Linked DNA regions of Mus musculus: all the other regions are linked to region 1. A link is a contact called in public Hi-C and HiChIP or PLAC-seq data. All regions are on one chromosome and are shown on one strand. The core of a region is the stretch at or near the end of the contact, and the rest is flanking DNA. Distances in the headings are between cores, read along the strand shown.

Region 1 (2,877 bases), core at 259-2,758:
TGTAGGAAATTGCAAACGCTGAGAGACTAGAGACTCCAGCTAGGTTGTAAAACCACTGTGGGTCTGTTTACTCTACTCAAGGCTGGAGGCGGAGGGCACAATGAAAAACTGTGTTCCCTCATAAGAGAGAGGATTCAGCTGCTCCCCCAAGCCATTTGTATGCATGTGGCCTCTGGATCTTAGGGAAGGAGCTAGAATATATACAGTTTGAGAAAGATTAGAGGTAGAGCTATGTAGCCAAGAGGAAGCCATCGTCCATGCTAGGCGAAGACTTCAGAGTGGCTACTTTGGGGGTCACCCACACTCCCAGCAATAACCCCTTACTCATGGGTTCATGGGGTGGAGGAGCTTTGGTGGGTCAAACTTTGGTTGTCATTGGGACTTTAGAAGAAAGGAAATGGACATAGCTTAACCAGCATTCCTGCCTCCCGATGCCCCAGAGAAAAGTCTCATTAAAGCAGCATTCACTAGAAGGGTCTCTTTAATTGTGCAAACCCCAAGATTTGAATCTGAAAAATCCTTTCTGGTATATTTGGCTTTAGGATAAAAACCTGGAAATATGAACCTTCTAGGAAAGTAGGCCTATGAGTTTGCTTCTCCAGGTACCCAGCCTGCAGCAGAGGGAGAACAGAGGTCCTTCCCCTCTTCTCAGTCTCAGAGGCCCTCTACAGTCTTCTCAACTGAAGACTCCTCTCGGCTCCCTCAGCAGGCTAAAGCTTGCCCTCTAGCCCCAGGCCAGCCAAGCCACTTAGCACAGTTTCAGGCCACTGGCTTTTATTTTCCCCATCTTTTGCCTGAAGAAGCCTAAGGTTTGAAGTTTGCCCAAGCCACCCTGTCAGCAAGGAGAGCAAAGCCATTCAAATGCAGGCCTTCGTCGGTGGAAATTGACTCACACCTGAGGGGCCAAGGCAGAGGGCCTTTCCTTCTAATCTCTTCCAGAGTCACCACTGTGCAATTGCTTTTACTGCACATTAGGCTGAGATTTCCCCCCTGTGGTCTACGCAAATATCCTTTATCTGTGCAGGGTGACTCTAGTGGTCCCAGGCAGGAATGATAGGGCCTCAAGGCCCAGGGTCCTTTTCCATCCACAGCTCATCTGTCTCCATCATTATAAAGCCCAGGTACCTCTGTTCAAATAGTGCTGTGCTAATAGCATCAGGACTACACATAAATGGTGCCTGATGAGACCTCAGAGACCGCAAAAAGACACAGTGTGCATAGAGAAGACGAACACTAGTGGTACTATGAAGTGTACAGGGCCCAGAAGAGAGAGAGAGAGAGAGAGAGAGAGAGAGAAAGAGAAAGAAAGAAAGAAAGAAAGAAAGAAAGAAAGAAAGCCTAAAAAGGAAACAGCTGGGGAGAGCACTGGCTTGGAGGACTTCCTGGTGGAGGCAAACTTGAGGTTCTGCAGAAGGTTTGCTATAGACAAGAGTGAAAGCGGAACTGACTGAGCTCAGCCACAAGCAGGAAGGAGCAGGCTTGAAGCTGCCTCTGCCGTCAGAGAGAGGAAGAGAAAGTGTGGCGGCCTGGGGCCACAGGCCTCCTCACTGGGTGTCTCCTTTCTACACATCCTGCTCAGTACCACTAGCCACAGAAAGACAGTGTTCCCGGCACCCTAGGCTGACTGCCTGGTGCTCCGGTTCCCATGAACAGCCTCTAGTGGTTACAGGACTATAAGGGTGCCCAACACCCCACCTGCCGGGTTAAGATCTCACACAAATACATGTGCAAATTCAAGAACACACATACTTGAGCCAAGCAGACTCACATTCTTCCTAGAGTAAAATGGAACTAGGAGGCACACGGTGGCTGGCACGGGCTGTGATGGAGCTGATGCCCCATTGCCATCTGGAAGGGGTGGGTGCCTGAGGCAACGTGGGTCCTGCCCTCATCAAGGAAAATCTCCTTTTCTTTCTGAGGTCCTCGATAAAGGTGCTTATTTTGCATGAGTCCCCTGACAGAGACTTCAGTTGCTGACGTAAAAGTTGTCCGAATTAAAGTGGAGTCCTTTGGGAATCTAATAGAGCAGACAAGACTTGGGGTCAGCTGGTTGTCACTCCCATATGCTGTTATAAAAAATATTTCAAGAGCTCTGGAAAACAGAGCCTTGGACCAAAGGCTACCAGATCTTACCACACGGACAGCACGGACCTGCCAGACCCTGCATGTGGCCCATCCCTGTAAACAAGGACCTTAGAACAGCCATGCTCCCTTCACCTCTAGATGAGCTCGGGCATGCCGGGGATGGGGTAGCCACAGACCCATTTCACCTTTAGAACCGTGGTTTGCAGTCCTGGAGCTGTGGCCCTGTGTGATCCAGCTGCTTGGGAGGCCGAGGCATGAGGATCCCACGTTTAAGCCTCACCTGGGCAGTTTAGTGAGACCTTGCCTCACACGTCAACATTGCATCGATAAAAGGGCTTGTTCACATCGCTCGTCGGTAGGGTGCTTGACTGGCTCGCATGTGCAAGGTCCTGAGTTTAATACCTGGTACTACGAAATAAAATAAATTAAAAGTTGGGGCTGGAAAGATGGCTCTGCAGTTAAGAGTGCTTCTTGCTTTTGCAGAGGACTTAGATTCTGTTCCTCGGCACCCACATTAGGTAGATCAGAACCCAAGGGCAGGGGATCCAGTATCCACTTCTGGCATCTGTATGCACATGGTGCACATAAAGACAAGCAGGCACATGTGTACACATAAATAACAATTTTTAAAAATTAAATCCGCATTAGTATTGTTTTTGCTTCCCCAGATATGCCTATACTCCATCATATAACCCGGATTTGCAAATCTCTAATATTTCAGATTAAACTTGCTTTTATTACAGCCTGGAGATGGTAACCTCTGCTGATGCAGAGGGAAAGCAGACCCTGTAT
Region 2 (2,877 bases), core at 257-2,756, 990 kb before region 1:
CTGCCTCTGCCTTCCCAGTGCTGGGGTTACAGGTGTGAATTGCCACACCCAGCTGAGAGTTTTCTGTAATCTTCCTTGGTATCCAGTAACTCTCCTTAGTACAGCACTCTACCAACTGAACTACACCCTTAGTCAAAAATGTCTAGTTTAAAACTTCTTTATAAAGTGAAATAGTTCAACCTAATTTGGAAAGAGGATTGAGATAAAGGTTCTTGTTATGTAGTCCATCATAGATACATGTAGATACATTTTTTTAAGCTTTGGCTAACAATATCCTATAACAAATATCAATAGAGAACTCATAGTCATAATTAATATAATTACCCACAACAGACCAAATTGGAGCTCTCTTGTTTCATTGACTCCTTCTAATCATTGTGTATCTTATCTAAATGAAATCCACATGTTCACTTTTCTTAGCCTTCTCACTGGTCGAAATGAACATAGTTTAAGGTCAAATTGCCTACATATTTTAGGAAGTTATCCTGGAATCATTTAGAGAATGAAGTACACACCTCTGAACTGCTCCCCCCCCCCAAAAAAAAAGCCTTCAGGGGCTGAAGAGATGGCTTAGTGCATAAACGCATTGGCTACTTATACAGAGGACCCAGGTTTGGTTCCTAGCCCATGTTAACTTCCAGCTGTCTGTAACACCAGTTCCAAGGGATGCAACGCCCTCTTCTGGCCTCCACAGGCACTGCATACACATGATGTACAGACATTACACGCAAAATAACCCACACATGAAATAAAAAATCTGGAAGAAAAAAAAAAGCTACCAACTCCAGCAAGCAACTCAAACCATGTGCACCCTGCCTGGCTTGGGATTTTTGTCAAATTCTGGCCTTTGATAGCTTCCTTCTACTTCCTTAACCAGTTCTTACAAATTTGGTGGCTTATGTAACAGCCTCACACACTTCAGACCCCAGGTTCCATACCTAGCACTGAAGAAACAAAAGGAAGGGCAATAGACCAGCAATCATTATCTTCCAGCCCTGTACAGTGCAAGTGTGCTGTGGGTGGATGGGCCAGAATCCCAGTTAAGACGCAGAGAGAAGAGCTCCTTGCTCTTCCCACTCCTTGGCTCCATCTTGAAATCCAGCAACTTTGCATCACTCTGACCTTTCTGCCTGCAAACCTCAACCTAGATACACCCTGGTTTTTGTCTTTTCCCTGTGCCAGCCTTTCACGTCCTTTTGTGTTTATGTTCCATAACATTCTTGTTTGTTTATTTGTTTGTTTTGTCTTGAGACAGGGTTTCTCTGTGTAGCCCTGGCTATCCTAGAACTAGCTCTGTAGACTCAGGGATCCACCTGCCTCTGCCTCCCAAGTGCTAGGACTAAAGGCGTGCGCCACTAATGCTAAGCTTAGTGTTTTCACTGCACCTGGTTCAAACAGCTTCAAAGGAGGAAGGAGTAGGCTCAGAGATTTCAGTATGTCACAGCAGGGAGGGTGTGGCCCAGCAGCTAACAGCACAGCAATCAGGAAGCAGAGAAAAGGGACACAGGAAGGGACCAAGACAAGGTAGAGTTCCCATGGTAACCTCCACTGATCAACTTCCTCTAACCAGGCCCCACCGCCTGCCTTTCCACACCTCTCATAAAGCTTAGAGCACACTTCCATCAGGACATCCATCCACTGTCTGTCTAGGTTAGAACCCTCAGTATCCAGTCATTTCCCAAAGGCCCATCAGTGGCAGACAGCCACGCCCCCAGTGCATGATCCCATGGGGGTATTTTAGACTCAAACCTTAACACCCTACCCTGTCTCCATCTTGTTGTCCTTACTTAAAGGCAACATCCCCTTCTGAGAGAAACTGGACTCTGGGCACAGAGGTGGCAGCTGGGTTGCAAGGACAGAGGTGTCAGTGTCTGCCAGGAAGCCTGTTAGAAACGCCGCCTCTCCTCCAGGCCTGCTGGGGCAGCCTTATAGTTCCAGCTCTCTAGAGGCAGTAGCAGGAGGTTCAGGAGTTCGAGGCCAGTTTCACCTACATAATGAGTTCAAGTTCAGCCTGGGCTACATAAAAGTGTCCCAGATAATCATACATAAATAATTGCAGACTCTTATACAAGCCACCAAGTGCAGTGAGACCCTTGGGTGACCTGCCAAAGAGCCGGTTTAGGGATGACGCTGACAAACCAGGGAGGAAGCGCTGAGGATTAGATCCTACTGGCTATCTCCTCTCAGCTCGGGTACCGGAAGGCCAAGATCAGGTGAGGGCAGGGCTGTTCCTCTGGGGCCTCCTTCTTGTAGCCTCTTCACTGGGGTCCACACCTGGGAACTCTGTCAATCCAGACTTCCTCTTCTGAAAGTCACCAGCCACACTGGATAACAACCCACTCTAAATGGCTTAATTTTAAGTGTCATCCTCTCGGGGAGACCCTGTTGCCAGGGCTGAGGTTGTAGCTCAGCTAGAACCCTTGCCTAGAATGAATGAAGCCATAGGTTTGCTCTCCATCAGAGAATGGTGGTACACTCCTGTCATCTCAGTACTTAGGCAGGAGGATCAGAAGTCCGAGGTCATCCTTGTCTACATGGGGAATTCGAGGCCAGCTTCAAATACAGGGTGTTGGGGTAGTAGTATTTTAATGTGTAAAGTTGAAGGGAGACATAATTCTGTTTCTCAGAGTAGGACTGGAGTGTCCTGTACCCTAAGGGATGACAGTTGTACCTCTCAACAGTCCCTGCTTAGCAGTGTGGGAGGGGTGCATCATGGCAGAAAGTGGAGGCCTGAGGCCTGACTCCCGAGACTGATGGGAACATGGAGAGATGCCGCCACCACCTCCACCACCACCACCCTCCATCCTGAGGTCAATCCAGGACTCTTCTTTATAAGGAGGATGTGAAGATTCTGTGGCACTTGGACAGGAAGTGAAG
Region 3 (2,877 bases), core at 220-2,719, 890 kb before region 1:
TGATCTTAGGCTGGGCTCAAACTGGTGACTCTCCTGCTTCAGCCTCCTGTGAGGTGGGACTATAAGTGGTGGTTTGAGTCCTATAAGAAAGCAGGCTGAGCAAGCAATGAGGAGCAAGGCAGTAAGCAGCACCCCTCCATGTTCTCTGCTTCAACTCCTGCCTCCAGGTTCTGCCCAGTTTGAGCTCTTGTCCTGACAGCCTTCAGTGATGAATAATGATGTGGAAATGTAAGCCAAATAAACCCCTCCCTCCCCAAGTTACTTTTGGTCATGGTGTTTCATCACAGCAATAGTAACCCTAATAAAGAAAGTAAGAGGGCTGGAAAGATGGCTCAGGACTCCAAAGGTCCTGAGTTCAATTCTCAGAAACCACATGGTGGCTCACAACCATCTGTAATGGGATCTGATGCCCTCTTCTGGTGTGTCTGAAGACAGCGACAGTGTACTCATATACATAAAATAAATAAATAAAACTTAAAAAATAGAAAAGAAAAGGAAGTAAGGGTGAATGGTACAGCAGTTATGTGGATGTCAGAGAGTCACTTACAGGTGTCTATTTTCTTCTTCTACCATGTGGCCCAGTGTTCAAACTCAGGTTATCAGGCTTGGCAGCAAGTGCCTTCACCTACTGAGCCATCTCCCTGACCCCAACAAATGCCTTTGAAATTGAATGGCTTTTGGGGAGCAGTAGAACACGAACCTTATTTAAAGAGAATGGATTTGGTTCTTCTTGTTTCTAATGCTGACTGAATTACTTACGTTTCTCCTCTTAAAAAAAAAATCACTTCAGATCTTTGTGTATGAAACCCATGAATGGTTCTGTAGGCCAAGAGATAAGCTCAGGAGAGACACAGGGGCTGACTGGGGTCTCAGGTGGTAGACAGTTGTCTACCTGGGATGTCATCTCTGAAGATGCAGGTAGAACATGGGTGTCATCTTGCATGACAGGATTCGCATAGCTTTCAAGTTAGCACCTGTCTGTCATTGGCGGAAAACCTTGGTTCCCTCCCACCTAAGCCTCCTCCAGGCTCTTGGGGTGTGCCCATGTCACGACAGCCAGCTGCTCCTTTGAACATCCCACCCAAGGAGAGAAGCTGAAAGAAGTGATGTCCTTTACGACCTGGTATTAGCTTACCCACCCTCAGTTACTCCGCTCTATTTGCCAGAAGCCTGTCACTGAGCCTGGTGCACAGCTAGGGGGAGAGGGATCAGGCTCCACATTTTTGAAGAAGTGATAAAGAAACATCACAGGGGTATGGGTTTGGGTCAGTGGTACAGCCTTGTCCTGCCATACAGAAGGCTCTGGGTCCATCCTTAGCATTGAAAACAAAGCACAAAGGCTAGCATTTGGGGAAGCACTTTCTGTATGCATGGTACACAGCTGCTTTTCTGTTGCCATGATAAAACACCATGACTAGAAGCAGTGTAAGGAAGAGGGTTTCTTTTGGCTTCCGGTTCCATGGGCAGAGCCATGGCAACAAGCAGTGGGCACGGGGGCAGAGACAGGAAGTTGGTGGCTCACACCTGGAGTCACAAGCTGGAAGCAGAGAGTAAAAACTGGAAGTAGGCAGGACACACCTCTTAAATCTCCCCACAGAGTGCCACCAACTGGAGACCACATGTTCAAAGGCCCAAAACGAGGAGCACTTCTCATTCAAGCCATCATACAGTGTAAGGTGAGTGATCTCACTGCTTCTCACAACACCTGGGAAATGGGTTCTAGTCTCCACCCCCACCCCTGTAGGTTGTCCTCTTCTTCAGGATCTTATGTCGCTCAGCCTAGGCTCATTATGTACCCAGGAATGTCCTTGAACGTCTAGTCTCTCTTCGTCTACCTCCTTCATGGATTTGTAGCTGTGCACCACCATACCTGTTTATCTGTTTCCGTGTAGTGTTGGGGATCAAACCCAGAGTGTCATCCATGTCAGGCAAACTCTACCAACCGAGCAACCTCCCCAGCTGACTGGTTGTTTTCCTACGTGTCTCTCACGTATGTTCTGATTTATGTTTGGGAAAAATGTGGATCAATTGAGGCTTCCCTAGCCTCTAGCTTTGTCTGGGGGCAAGCTTCCCTGGAACTCTACTTTGCGCCTGAGCAGACAGAAGGGCTTAGAACCATTAACTTCTGAGGGGACAGGAAGAAAGTGACCTTTAATTCCTCTTTAATAACATGTGTCAGTGGGTAATGTTTTCAGGGTGTCAGTGTATCTGCGGCTTGGGGCAGCAGGTTGCTATCATTTTTGAGCAATAAACAAAAGACTGCTTTTAATTACTTCTGTGAAATTGCCTGACCCATGCATGATTAAATATTCATTATGTAGAACAAGGAGTTTTCTTTGTATATAGATCCATATTAAATTTAGCTGGCAACCCGCTGACCGAACAGCACAAATAAATTTCTGGTAATGGGCTATGGTTTGTCCTGACTGTTCATCTCTTCTCTCTCTCTCTCTCTCTCTCTCTCTCTCTCTCTCTCTCTCTCTCTCCATCCTTGTTGTTGTTTTGACTTAGCTGTCTCTAGGTCTTTTAAAAATGTCTTTGTCAGTGGGAAGAGAGGCCCCTAGGTCTTGCAAACTTTATATGCCCCAGTACAGGGGAACGCCAGGGCCAAGAAGTGGGAGTGGGTGGGTAGGGGAGCAGGGAGGGGGAAGGGTATAGGGAACTTTTGGGATAGCATTTGAAATGTAAATAAAAAAATATCTAATAAAAAAAGTCTTTGTAAAATTAGATTTATTTACTGTATGTGTGTGTGCCCATGCACGTGTGTGCGCGTGCACATGCGTGTTTGTTTGTGCATGCTTATGGATACAAATAGACCATGGCGTGCATGTGGAGGTCAGAGGACAACTCTGTAGTCAGTTCTCTCCTTGCACCCAC
Region 4 (2,877 bases), core at 176-2,675, 870 kb before region 1:
GATGGAACGGATACTACAAAAGACAAAACTGTCTGCCTATTGGCTGCTCAATCTACGAGGCTGCATGTCCCAGCACTCATCTGGCCTGGACTGCCTGGGGGATTCCTGGAGAGCCACTGGTCTTCAGACCATATCAGAAGACCCAATAAGCTGGGTTCTGACATCAGCAATAGGTGGCTTCAGGGAGGATGTCGAGGTAGATGTGCTCATCAACAGGAAGCAAGGCAGGCAAATGAGCATCATTGCTCTCCCCTCAACATCAGCCTCATATCTGGGCGCCACCCACTCTAGGAGTGTCTTTTCTCTCCTCTGTCAATCCTTCTCAGAAATGCTCTCATAGACTTATCTGCTCAAAGACCTTAGTTGATTTCCTGATCCTACCAAGCTAGCTATTGCAGAGGGTGTAAGACCAGAAGTGACCACTAGAGGACACTGTGTCTAAGAGGTTTGCTGGGCGGTTCCCACCCAAAGTGGGCAGGAGCTGGAGTTAGAAACCAGGCTTGCTCAGGCATACAACATTTTTTTTTTATTTCAGTGAGTTTGAGCTGTTTGTGTGCTGCTATGTGCAACTTGAAGTGTCATAGTTGACATAAGAGCAAGTGTCCTTCATATTCCTGCTTGAAACTCAAGAGGGCTTGATCTGTGAAGGAGGTGGTAGCAATTTCAACCAGAGGGCTTTGTAGATCTGCTATTAGATGGCTGAATGCTGGTGGGTTTTCCTGGGGAGATGGTCTATTGCAGAAGATCTGGAGAGGAAAGGGATGGGTATCAGTCTGTGCCATACAGATCTGGATCTGGAGAGAGACAGAGACAGAGACAGACAGAGAGAGGGAGAACGAGAGAGAGACACAGGGAGAGAGGCACAGAGGCAGACAGAGACAGGAGAGACACAGAAACAAACAGAGAGACAGGAGACACACACACACACACACAGAACAAGAGAGAGAGAACGAGAGACAGACAGAGAGAGAGAGAGAGAGAGAGAGAGAGAGAGAGATCTGGATACAAAATAAAACCAAGCACCAGCCACCAGCACCTACAAACCAGTCACCTTGAAGGAAGCTTCCCTCAAAAGCTGTAGTGTGGTAGGTGGTATCACCCCAAGTGACCCAGGTGGAAGAGAGGGCTGCTTCCTGTCACTTCCGGTGTAGAGGGTTGAGTTAATTTCCTGCCCGAGGCTCCACTGCGGCTGGTTTCTACAAGTCCCTGTGTTTATTAATTCATTTACGCAGTTAACCCCCCCTCTTTCCATTCCCCCCTCACGTCTCCAGCAGCCATTCCAATAAGCTTTCTTACTAACCTGTTCACACACAAAATGATCCTACCTCGAGTCTTAAATGGCTTATCAATCACAGTCCTAGGTCTGAGTGTTTCCTTCCCCTGTGGCTTTAAGATCCATCAGGTCGCCGCGTGCACGTTTGACCCCTCCCTTCCCTTTGCCTAGCACACACACTTCAGATCGGGCGTCCCCTGCGTCCTCTTCTGTGCTCTGAGCCTCTGAGCTCTGCTGCCCAACTCCCTCTCGCAGGTCAGCTGGAGATTGGAAGCGTTCCTGTGGCTTCAGCTTGGAGGCATCACCAAGGTGGCCCACGGGTCGCCCCTGTGGAAGGGGCTGGCCTATGAGGACAGCAAGACAAGGCTGCCTGTCAGTTGATGACAACCCACAGAATTGGACCTTATGGGGCATGAATTTGAAGCTATAAATTCTGAGTGACTTTCTTAGGTGGCCATGGGTCACTACACAGTCCACAGAGAGGGGTTGTCAGGTTGTACAGTTCCTGTGTCATTGGTGTTTGGAGAATTAATCTGTGCTTGCACGTGTGCAAATACACACACACATGGATGTATGTGTTCATAGGAGAGCCTCAGTTGACATTAGGTGATGTTCACCTTTTTAAAAAAAATGTATTTATTTTTATTTTACCTTCATGAGTGTTTTGCGTGCATATATGTATGTATGCTGTGTGTGTGCCTGCCACCCATGGAGGACAGAAAGGGGTGCTGGATTCTTTGAAACTGGAGTTACAGATGGTTGTGAGTTGCCTGATTTGGGCACTGGGAACCAAACTCTTGTTTTCTGTATGAGCAACAGATGCTGTTAACCACTGAGCCACCTCACAAACCTTGCATGCCGTTTTTTGAGACAGAGTCTGTCACTGCATGCATGGCTCTGCCTGCAGTTGTCTCCCCTGCCCCTTCCGCAGATCTGGGCTTCTGAGGAAGCTCCTGTGCTGTGCAGGACAAGGTGGGTAGCTTCATAACCCACAATGATCCCTGTTTAGTGAGGGCTGCAAAACAGAGCTGAGCCTCCTCCCTGGCACCATTTCGCAGGGGCCTCCTGTTTCTCCGAGGCCCCACATTTCTAGATATTTTTGAACAGTACAAGATCCTGGTCCATGATGGTCCCAGAGCTTTAGCGGAGTGACAGCACTCTTAAACCCAGAAGATGCGTTAGTGGCCTAGCCTCCCCAGGCAGGGACATCCAAAGACTGGGGTGTGCTCAGTCTCGCTGGCTGCAGCTGCAGGCAGGAGTGTGTAAGGCCTGTGGTCAGACCTGAGTGGGGCTGAGAGGGGCCAGGCAGAGACCCCAGGGTTGCTCTTGGTCTGTACCTACCCCTTCCTCAGGCGTAGGAAGTGTGGCCAAGACCTCGTTCCAGAATGATCTGGGCAAATCAGCAGGGAAACCTGAGAGTTCAAGACCAGTTAGTTCAAGAGGGAAATAACCCACCAGCACTCATAAGTGGCTGCCGCTGACGTGAGGTCACTAAGTCATTAAATCGCATCTCTTGCCTTTTGCCTTCTGTGGCTTCTGGCTGGCTTTCAGCTTCACCACTGTGTGTGTGTGTGTGTGTGTGTGTGCTTCCTTTTTCTCTTTCT
Region 5 (2,877 bases), core at 201-2,700, 840 kb before region 1:
GACCAGGAAGCCCCAGGTTAACAAAGACTGTGAAAGAATAGAGACGTGCCTTGTACACACAAGGTTTCCCATGATCTGGCGCAGAGTTGATACTTTGGCACATGCTTGGTGGACACACAAAGCCCACGAGGAGTGCGATGGCTGATGGCATGTGTTGATTTGCATATGCTACGGTGACTGGTGGTTTAGTCAGACACCAGCCAAGGTATCACAAAATATTTTATGTCCGAGACTAACATTTAAATCAATCAAGCCCACTGCCTGTTTCTGTCTAGGTGATTAGAAATCCAGTGGATTCCAGGCCGATGTTGTGAAGTTGAACTAGAGACTGTGATCTAGAGCCGAGGAGCCCCTCTCTTTGGCTTCTCTGGGGGCATATTGGTTGATGAAGAGTTGTCTTGAGCTGCACTTTATTCCAGGGACATCCTACCCATGGCCCAGGCATTGCTAGACCAGGCCTATGGTTATTTTGAGTGGCAGCAGGCAGAATGACATCATCTACAGAGTTCGTGATTGAGAATCATGCACTCAAGTTACAAAAATTGCAACAGAAACCACTTCATAGTATTTTAAGTAAGTTTAAAGTTTTGTCTTGGGCCAAATTCCCATATATTCTGGCCTGTACTTGCTGTCAGGTGGGTTAGACACTCCCGGCTATGTCATCTCGTCCCAAAAGCTTTAGGCACTGGTCAGCTCTGCAGACAGTGGACAGGGGACAGTTCACAACAGTTTCCCCTTCTCCCTTTCGACCTCCTTCTTTCTCTTTATATGTATATTCATGAGCGCGCGCGCACGCACACACACACACACACACACACACACAGACAGAGAGAGAGAGAGAGAGAGAGAGAGAGAGAGAGAGAGAGGAGAGAGAGGCATGTGTCTTTGTATGTGGCTCTCCATACCTAGCCATACATCTCTAGCTATTTTACTTCTGTGTTCTTTGACTCTTGGGGATCCTAAGTAGGGCAGAATTAGGGAGGCTATTGTCCTTGTGAGTAGTGATGACCTTGAACTACAAGTTGGGGACACTGGAAGCAGCCTCTGCAGAGAGACAGTCCATGATGGAGAGGAGCCTGTCTTACTAGCAGCTCTTTTCTGATCAGGGTCTCCCTAGGCATCCCAGATTGGCTGGAACTTGGGATCCTCCTGCCTCAGCCTCTCTGGGTGTGGGATTACAGATGTGCACTACCATGCTGGCTCACTAGCAAGCCATTCCTCTAGGTGGTCTGTCAACAAGACACACCCTGCTGATCTACCCCTGGCAGCGGTATCATGCTTTTTTGGATCCCCTTGGAAAATGGATGGAGGGGCTGTTATAAACTGGGACAACCCAATGGGGGCAGGTGCCATTCCCCAGTCTCCCCTGCCAGCCTTGGTGCCATCCTCCAGCTATGGTGCAGGAGTGTCAAACAGTAGAGGGCACCAGAGGCCTGTCTCTGCTGTGACAGCCTGTTTTGGTGGCATCAGGCATGTGTGGGCGAAGGTGGTGCGGCTGCTGTAGGAGGTGGTACTCTGTCGTAAACAGGGAGAGCTCCGGATTGCTGCTGTGCCTTTTTAACTGTAGTTTCATATGGCTGTATGAGGCCAACTACATCCAGTGGGCTACAGAGAGCACCTGGGACCAGGACCTGGGGGTGTGACGCGCCTTGGCTTCTCAGGAGTGGGTCTTACATGATTAGGTGCTTTTTCTCTCGGTCAGCTCTGCATTTCACTGCTGTGCGTCAAACCTGGGAGGGCAAGCTAGGAGCCAGGACAAAGCACAGTGGGGCGCAGTGTACCAACAGCCAGGCTGCATGGCCCAAAGTGATGAGGCTGTCCCCAGACTTCTTCTCTCCAGTACCTTGAGTTTCACCATCACACTTCTGCCCACTGGCTGCCCTACTCCCACCTCTCTACTCTGCACAATGTTCTGGTTTCAGGAAGAAGGGAAGGATGGAGGTTGGGGAGGGCGGCGACTGACAGTAACAGTTTTCACGGACAGATGCGCCTGGGGGTGGGGTGATGCAGGGGTGGTGCCATGTGGGATGGAGAGCTTCATCCTTGCTCTGCTTTGAACTGGTGTTCCGTTCCAGCAGCTGCATGTATGCTCTGCTGAGCCTTTCCTTTCCAGAGCTTCGGTTTCCGTCTCTGTAAAAAGGGGCTCAGGTGATCTGGGGTTCTCATCTGGTCCTTGTACCTTGAGGTCCATGTGTTGAGGATCAGGCTCAGGGAGGCACTTTGGTCTTGGGGAAGGGATGGGAAGGAAACAGACTCTGAGAGTTGTTAGCTGGCTGTGCTGTTCTGCCAGGAGTTGTTCCAGCCTCTGCTCCTGTTTGATCTCCTTTGGTGTTGGCACGTGGTCATGATTGACACATCTCCAGATCACACAAGACCAAGGTCAGGTGAAATCTGTCACCTCTAGCCCTGCTTGGCTCTCTAGGAAGAGAGGTTGTTAGTGACACCAAATTTCCCACACTCCCTATCTGTCTTCTGTAGGTCACTGTCCTTTACTTCCCGGCTGTGACCCCTCCCACATGGGCAGATGATCTGTCCTCCAGAATGTCAGGCATGATCTGTGGGCAGTCACCTAGGGATGGATTGGGGCGGGACATGGAACTGTTCCTTGGCACTCAGCTGTGGGGTACTTCTTTTTGGAATGACTTTGTTGTCCCTCCTCTAGGATGGCCAACTCCTGAGGCTCCAACCTCTTCATAAGGCTACTCCTGGGTGGGACTGGCTAGAGATGCAAGTCTTCCTCAGTCCTTCAGTCTATTTACCTTGGCTCAAGCTCTGGATGCTTGGGGATGTAGTAGGGAGAGAGACCACTTTTTGGATGTCTCCAGCACTCCCAGGATTCCATCCTAGAGTCTTAGAGTTCAGCAGTGTCCACAGAGC
Region 6 (2,877 bases), core at 213-2,712, 630 kb before region 1:
TGCCCCTGCCTCACCACTCCTGTGGTACTGATGTGGAAACTGAAGCGTAGAGAACCTCGGACTGAGCTGGGTTACCTGGCCAGCATGTCTTCAGACCCCTTGCTTCTACTCTCTGCTGCCTCTGAGTTTAAACACCCCTCCCTGCTCCAGGCTGCTCAGCCCCAAACTGTCACTTCCACCTTCTCCTCCCCTCTTAACTTTCCCAAAGTGAATATCATTATTAATATTATTTGCCTAATTAACACATTGGCTGAATGACAGAAAACATGCAAACAGGTTTTGCCAGAGAAACTCTGTCTGATTAAAACTGCAGCCCGTCTAATTAGATGGAGATTTCTTCATTACCTTCCCCATTTTTAGATGAGCCAGCTCCCTCCCCTGCTCCTCCTGTCCCCACTTCCCTGTAAGGTGGCTCAGCTGATGAAAGTGTTTGCTGCACAAGGATGAGGACGGGAGTTCGAATCCCCAGCAGCCATGTAAGTGCTCAGTGTGCACAGCAGCACCCCTGCAATCCCAGCAGGAGGGAGGCAGAGGCAGCCTATCCCTGGAGCAAGCTAACTAGCTGCGTCCACCGCAGGCGTTTGCATCATGTGCACATACATGCTAACATGCATACCTACTCCCACATGCCCCTTGCCTGGAGCACACACACACACACAAAGAACAATGGTTAGGAGCCCTTACTGAAAACCTGTGCTGGTGAGAGCTTTCCCACATGGAAGTCTTCCAGAGGGAGTATTGTTGCCATTTTGCAGATGAGAACACTGAGGCTTCCAGGGAATGGGCCTGGAGTAGACTTTTCAGACCCAGCCCATTCCAGCTGCCACAGCAGTTTCCCCTCAGCCTTTCCTCATTCCTCTGCCATCCATCTTTCTACAGTTGTTAGGAAGCACAAAGTGAAGTTCCATGACCAAGCCCAGGGTGGGGCCAGGGCTGTCCAGAGATGTCCTAAGCTGAGGTCAGCCAGAGTTGTGTGAGTGGCATCTACAAGAGCCTCAAGAATGTGGGAGCCCAAATTGGGAGGGTGCCGGGGCACACTGTGGTGAATGAGGTCAGACACAGTTAGGGGTGGGGCTGCCAGGTAACCTGAGACAAGTAGGCTAGAGTGGGGTTACTGGAAGGAGATGCTCTGGTGCTCTTGCCTCTGAAGACGGTCCCATGATTGTGTGAGGTACTTTACATGTGTGTGTCTCTTCCCTAGAGCCAGATGTAAGATCTCCACGCTTTGCAGATGAGGAAACAGGCTCAGAGAGGTTGAGAAACAGGGGCAAGGTCACACAGCTTAGAACAGCCTGCTAGTTTCCTGTGGGAACAGGAATGGCTTGTTTCTGGTGACTCTCAAAGCGCTCAGGGCCCAGTGGGCGGTAGCTGAGAAGCTGGGGGCCTGCCTGTCTCTGCAGTGGTTTGAGGCCTGTGGGCCAATTTTACCAGGAAGCCTAAACCCCCTAGGGAGCATGATCAGAGGCCGGCAGACAAGCCTCATTAGCCGGATCCAGAGCGCGGTGCGTCACCATGGCAGCCAGCCTGGTGCAGGCCAGGTGGTTTTTATTACCAAACTTGGAAAACTTTATGGTGGCGCCAACAATGGATCTTTATTCTGCTGTTAATAGCGTGTCTCTTATTAGCATGCATCTCTCTCCCTCCTTAATAACCTTTACATTTCCAAACTGCATTTATAATTAAGTCATTAATCCCTTACTGGAATTTCTTGGGGTTTTTTTGTGGTTTTTTTTTTTTTGTTGTTGTTGTTGTTGTTTTTTCCCATGAGCAGCAAACCAGAAGTCCCCTCTGCCTGTTGAGAAAGGAGGCCGAGCGCTCCGGAAGTGCTCTGAGAATGTCATCCCAAGTTACGGGATCCTAGCCATGGGCTGATAAGCTCAGGTTTGAGGAGGACCCGTTACTGAGGGGCTCAGAGTCAGGGCAGGGGTCTTCTCTTACCCTCAGTGGCTTCCCTACCAAGAGGTAATCTGGAACCTGAGAGCTGTTGACTCAGGAGAACAGTTATTGCCAGGGTAGTGAGGGTGGGGGGTCTCAAAGGGTCAGCAATGCGCTCGCTCAGTGAGTTGTAGCTGGGTGGGTTTACAGGTGCTGAGGTCCCGGCTGTCTCAGAGACACAAGAAGTACATTTATCAACCCCTGGGTCTCTAGAGTGGATTGAACTATGTCCTATCGGATTCATATGTCAGCGACTCCTTAGACCTCAGGACTTCTATCTGGGCTCAGCTTTTATAGCGGTGAAGTAAAAAGAGGGCGTTGAGGTAAACCTTAATCCAGTAAGACTGTGTCCTTAGAAGAGGAGGAATTTAGGACACAGTATTTACAGTGGGGGTTGAGGGGACAGTGGGAAGGCACAGGAAGGAGATAGCCATCTCTAAGCCCAGGAAAGAAGGCCTCAGAAGACATCAGCCTGCCCTCTCTTGACCGTGGATGGCGGCCTCCAGACCTGGAGGAAACTGATTTCCTCTGTCACTGACAGCCTGTGGTCCTCCATTTTAGCAGGCCTGGTGAGCTCAAATAGCCTTCTTTCTTTCCCAGTACATTCTGGGTCCTCCATGGATCTGTTCCTGGGATCTTTGAGCATCCAGAGGAGGAAAGCTTGACTTCCCAGCTCTGCCCCAGCCCTAGCTTAGGGAAACATCTCCACAGACACTAGGGTAGGGGTAGGGGGTTGCTCTATCTGGTCCCCACCAGCTCCTGACTGCCAGAGTTGGTCTACGGAGGTGGAGCTCAGCTAAGTTATCTATATGGAAGGCAGGCCTCCCTCTAGGTCAGCCGTTCTCAACCTGTGGGTCTCAACCCCTTTGACAAACCTCTAGCTCCAAAGTTATTTACATTATGATTCATATCAGTTGCAAAATCGTAGTTATAAAGAAGCGA
Region 7 (2,877 bases), core at 219-2,718, 540 kb before region 1:
AGTCCAGCCAGCCAGTAGGAAACAAACTGAGCTGTGTTCCCCTACATGGGTCTCCTTGGGGGCTCATGGGACTTCCCAGAGCTGTGCTAAAAGGAAGCAAGAGATGGGATGCCCAGATCCAACTAGCTGGGTGTACCTGGAGGTGCTGGGTGGAGGTTGATGACTTTGCAGAAGCTTGACACAGGCCTTGGCAGGACTAGACTCCACAGTGTAGTCAGTTCCAAGTAGGAAGGAGATGTAGACACCCGCACCTGAAAACAGGGGTGGGAACCAGGGCCCCACCTTAGCAAACTTCATATGTGTGCCTCTCCCAGGCGTTTAATTTGCAGGTCCAATGCAAGGCAGGGAGATCAGCTCTGACTTAGCCACATCAGTTTTGCCTGAATGCTAGCCTATACATGTCACGTTGTATGAAGTCTGCGGCATGCTGAAGGCAATGGTCAAAGACACTGAGCCTTGCAGTGCAAGAAACCATCATCCTTCTCAGTGGAAATGTCCTGAAGTGTTTGACGCTCAGCACATCACTTCTCCGTCCCTTCTCTAAGCATTGTGTTGTTTCCATGTGCCACTGTCTCTGACCCTCCACCCTCCCTTTCAGCATTCATCATGGCTTTTGCTGTCCCAGCCTCCCCCACTAAACTGTAAGCGCACCTGAACCTCCATATCCAGGGGTGCTCTGTCCTCAGGTTGAACCAAAGGTCAAAAAGTACTCAGAAAAGTAGTTGCTCCATACTGAATACAGATAGACTATTTTGAAGGGCAATTTTTAAATTGTATTTATGTACAGGAGGCTTAGCAGTGTGCATTTAACTCAGTTTAGTGGTAAGGTCTTTGACCTGTGCCTTTTCCAGCTTGGCAACCTGAGCCACAGATTTTTGAACTAGGACATTTCCTCCCTGGTAGCAGGGGATCTCTTCATATCTGTCCCTGGAATCAGTCCTGATAGCGTCCACCAGCTTAAGCCTTTGTCTTCCAGGTTATTGTGCATGAAGGCTATAGTCATGCATATCTTTCCGTGGGGAGGCATCCAGCCCTGCCTTTCTCTTGATGATACGGTAGGGGGACCCCATCTTATAACACAGGGCAGGTGGGAGAACCACCAGCTTGATGGTGTCTTCATCACATGCGATCACTACCAGATGAGCCTTCTTGTTCTCCAGCAAAGTAGTGGCCACACTGATCCCTGCTGGAAGGACAGGTCTTCCGATGGTGGAGATGTCCCCTTTGCCAGTAGCTTTCCTCTCGGCACTGGTAATTTTGTTCTCCTACCTTGGCTTTGGCCTGCACTTGTGGGTGAGCTTAGGCAGCTGAGTACTTGCTGGTCCAGGCCTGAGTGAACCGGTTGATCACAGAGGGTACTTTGAGCCACTTACAGAGGAAGGCCTTTGCCACAGAAGCCTGGTGTAGCGGGTCCTTTGATGACAACACAGGCGAGGTCTCTTTACGGTAGATGGCCTATCCAATGTGGGAGTGCTTAGGCGTTTTGTCAGAGAACTCACCACCTTTTTAGCCTCCTGCTTCTTCACGGCAGTGGTCAAGATGACTTGGTGTGACATAATTTCCCCCGGGGCCTGCTTTCCTTTCAACATCCTGCACAGCTGCCAGGACAACTTTAAAACAAAAAAGAAAAATCACTATTCTCTAAACACTAACACTATTAACACAGCTCTTACATCACATGAGTGCTGAAAGGAACCTGCACAAGAGTGCGTACATGATGATCTACAAATGCTAAGCCATTTTATACGAAGGACTGGCGGATCTGCAGATCTGGGTTCCCGGAATCCATCTTCTGAGAATACCAAGGAAGAGCTAGCTGTTCTTCTAGATAGAGGTAACATTCTCCATTGTCAGTGGATCCTTCAGCCAAGGGTCAGCTGACAATTGGCTGAGCACAGCCAGGCCTCGGGTGAAGGGCAGCACAGGACACTGAGAGAGGAATGAAGGGGAAGAAGCCAGGGAGATGGCTCAGAGATGGCTCAGTGTGGAGCCTGACTTTTGTGCAAGCATACGGACCTGAATTTAAATGGTCAGCACACATATAAAAGAGCTAGGTAAGATGGTTTGTGTCCATAACCCCAGTCCTGGTGCAGGAGAGGGGCCAGGAGAAGACAGGTGGATCCTACAGGCTAGCTGGCCAGCCAGCCTAGCTGAAGCAGTGGGTTCTAAGTTTAGTGGGAGACTTCTCAAAAAGTAATGAGGCCAGTGATGAAAAAAATGCTTGATACGGACCTCAGGCCTCCACACCTAGTGCATGGGTAAGCAGGAGGACATATGCATGCATACAGCCCCCACCCCCTCTGGGAAGGGGCACAAAGACTTCATCTGTGCTCTGAGACTTGACAACTTTTAAGGAAGGCATTCCCATGGAATCCTCTGAGCCCAGTTGGTGGACAGCATCTTCTGTAGTCAGGTCGCAACCTTGACCTTTTCAGAGGAGAAAAAGTCCCAGCCCAAAGAGGAGACCTGACTTGCTCAGGCTCCACAGGAAGTCGGCAGAGCAGTACAGACCTGTGTCTCTCTGGTCAGCACTCTCTCTGCCAGGCTAACTGGCCATGTAGGGACATTGTGAGACCCTCTGTTCCCCGAGTGATTTCTCTTGCTATAAAATAGAGGTGTACGGGCAGGGGGATATTTCTGACAGCCACAAGTTTCACTTTGTGTTGCATATTGACCACTAATTGTTTCCTAACTAGTGTGGGACCAGTAGATCAATATGCCCCACAGATAGTTAATATCCCCTCTGGCATCTTCCGCTTTAGTTAGAAGTAGTCAAAGCCATGGCACTCTGCAAATCTGAGGGGATGTTTTTCATCTTCTGCAGAATTTGGAGAACTAGAACTTGGCATAGACTGTGACTGGGGGTCTGGGACACGC

What was found. HiChIP or PLAC-seq counts read pairs in DNA pulled down with a chosen protein or histone mark. Hi-C and Micro-C count contacts between places; a contact is called where the count stands out from the background.
Region 2: a CTCF HiChIP or PLAC-seq map of large pre-B cells shows a contact between it and region 1, with 4 times the contacts expected there. The contact joins two enhancer-like sites. A contact is called at or near these places in 1 of 15 datasets of contacts at CTCF or cohesin (large pre-B cells) and 1 of 484 Hi-C or Micro-C datasets (CD4 T cells).
Region 3: a contact with region 1 is called in an H3K27ac HiChIP or PLAC-seq map of T-cell acute lymphoblastic leukemia, with 15 times the contacts expected there. The contact joins two enhancer-like sites. A contact is called at or near these places in 4 of 15 datasets of contacts at CTCF or cohesin (embryonic stem cells, pro-B cells and stem cell-derived epiblast-like cells), 14 of 484 Hi-C or Micro-C datasets (CD4 T cells, the G1E-ER4 cell line, bone marrow-derived macrophages and 10 more) and 9 of 115 datasets of contacts at active chromatin or transcription factors (CD8 T cells, T-cell acute lymphoblastic leukemia, Th17 cells and 6 more).
Region 4: a contact with region 1 is called in an H3K27ac HiChIP or PLAC-seq map of large pre-B cells, with 14 times the contacts expected there. The contact joins two enhancer-like sites. A contact is called at or near these places in 4 of 15 datasets of contacts at CTCF or cohesin (CD8 T cells, large pre-B cells, pro-B cells and 1 more), 2 of 484 Hi-C or Micro-C datasets (bone marrow-derived macrophages and hematopoietic stem and progenitor cells) and 12 of 115 datasets of contacts at active chromatin or transcription factors (CD8 T cells, T-cell acute lymphoblastic leukemia, acute myeloid leukemia and 8 more).
Region 5: a Hi-C map of bone marrow-derived macrophages shows a contact between it and region 1, with 20 read pairs. The contact joins two enhancer-like sites. A contact is called at or near these places in 2 of 15 datasets of contacts at CTCF or cohesin (CD8 T cells and large pre-B cells), 13 of 484 Hi-C or Micro-C datasets (B cells, CD4 T cells, CD8 T cells and 8 more) and 7 of 115 datasets of contacts at active chromatin or transcription factors (CD8 T cells, T-cell acute lymphoblastic leukemia, Th17 cells and 4 more).
Region 6: a contact with region 1 is called in a CTCF HiChIP or PLAC-seq map of large pre-B cells, with 7 times the contacts expected there. The contact joins two enhancer-like sites. A contact is called at or near these places in 2 of 15 datasets of contacts at CTCF or cohesin (large pre-B cells and pro-B cells), 3 of 115 datasets of contacts at active chromatin or transcription factors (acute myeloid leukemia, embryonic stem cells and memory CD8 T cells) and 1 of 9 other capture datasets (embryonic tail).
Region 7: a contact with region 1 is called in a RAD21 HiChIP or PLAC-seq map of pro-B cells, with 4 times the contacts expected there. The contact joins two enhancer-like sites. A contact is called at or near these places in 1 of 15 datasets of contacts at CTCF or cohesin (pro-B cells) and 1 of 115 datasets of contacts at active chromatin or transcription factors (embryonic basal ganglia).

The regions. Positions count from the first base shown.
Region 1 is chr9:60,990,317-60,993,193 of GRCm38.p6, reverse strand. All of the region lies in intron 2 of Gm51680 (a long non-coding RNA gene), which reads left to right. Among named protein-coding and RNA genes, the nearest start is that of Gm5122, 25 kb to the left of the region's middle. Within about 2 kb of position 1,508, at least 142 of the 459 cell types and tissues checked have an H3K27ac peak or open chromatin away from gene starts, as enhancers often do. A contact at or near this core is called in CD8 T cells, T-cell acute lymphoblastic leukemia, Th1 cells and 8 more, where this site is marked.
Region 2 is chr9:61,982,055-61,984,931 of GRCm38.p6, reverse strand. All of the region lies in intron 2 of Paqr5 (progestin and adipoQ receptor family member V), which reads left to right. All of the region lies in intron 1 of Gm35152 (a long non-coding RNA gene), which reads right to left. Among named protein-coding and RNA genes, the nearest start is that of Gm35152, 6.8 kb to the right of the region's middle. Within about 2 kb of position 1,506, at least 75 of the 459 cell types and tissues checked have an H3K27ac peak or open chromatin away from gene starts, as enhancers often do.
Region 3 is chr9:61,880,998-61,883,874 of GRCm38.p6, reverse strand. It overlaps Gm34974 (a long non-coding RNA gene), which reads left to right. Exons shown (of 6, transcript XR_001779199.2): 2 at 1,598-1,676. Among named protein-coding and RNA genes, the nearest start is that of Gm34974, 16 kb to the left of the region's middle. Within about 2 kb of position 1,469, at least 14 of the 459 cell types and tissues checked have an H3K27ac peak or open chromatin away from gene starts, as enhancers often do. A contact at or near this core is called in CD8 T cells and T-cell acute lymphoblastic leukemia, where this site is marked.
Region 4 is chr9:61,857,944-61,860,820 of GRCm38.p6, reverse strand. Gm34974 (a long non-coding RNA gene) reads left to right here. Exons shown (of 6, transcript XR_001779199.2): 6 at 1-644. Among named protein-coding and RNA genes, the nearest start is that of Gm34828, 37 kb to the right of the region's middle. Within about 2 kb of position 1,425, at least 46 of the 459 cell types and tissues checked have an H3K27ac peak or open chromatin away from gene starts, as enhancers often do. A contact at or near this core is called in CD8 T cells, T-cell acute lymphoblastic leukemia, double positive thymocytes and 4 more, where this site is marked.
Region 5 is chr9:61,829,019-61,831,895 of GRCm38.p6, reverse strand. No RefSeq gene overlaps it. Among named protein-coding and RNA genes, the nearest start is that of Gm34828, 8.0 kb to the right of the region's middle. Within about 2 kb of position 1,450, at least 19 of the 459 cell types and tissues checked have an H3K27ac peak or open chromatin away from gene starts, as enhancers often do. A contact at or near this core is called in CD8 T cells, Th1 cells, Th17 cells and 3 more, where this site is marked.
Region 6 is chr9:61,617,251-61,620,127 of GRCm38.p6, reverse strand. No RefSeq gene overlaps it. Among named protein-coding and RNA genes, the nearest start is that of Gm39350, 23 kb to the right of the region's middle. Within about 2 kb of position 1,462, at least 79 of the 459 cell types and tissues checked have an H3K27ac peak or open chromatin away from gene starts, as enhancers often do. A contact at or near this core is called in memory CD8 T cells and pro-B cells, where this site is marked.
Region 7 is chr9:61,532,127-61,535,003 of GRCm38.p6, reverse strand. Gm34424 (a long non-coding RNA gene) reads right to left here. Exons shown (of 5, transcript XR_379518.1): 5 at 757-1,610. Among named protein-coding and RNA genes, the nearest start is that of Gm34424, 24 kb to the right of the region's middle. Within about 2 kb of position 1,468, at least 2 of the 459 cell types and tissues checked have an H3K27ac peak or open chromatin away from gene starts, as enhancers often do. A contact at or near this core is called in pro-B cells, where this site is marked.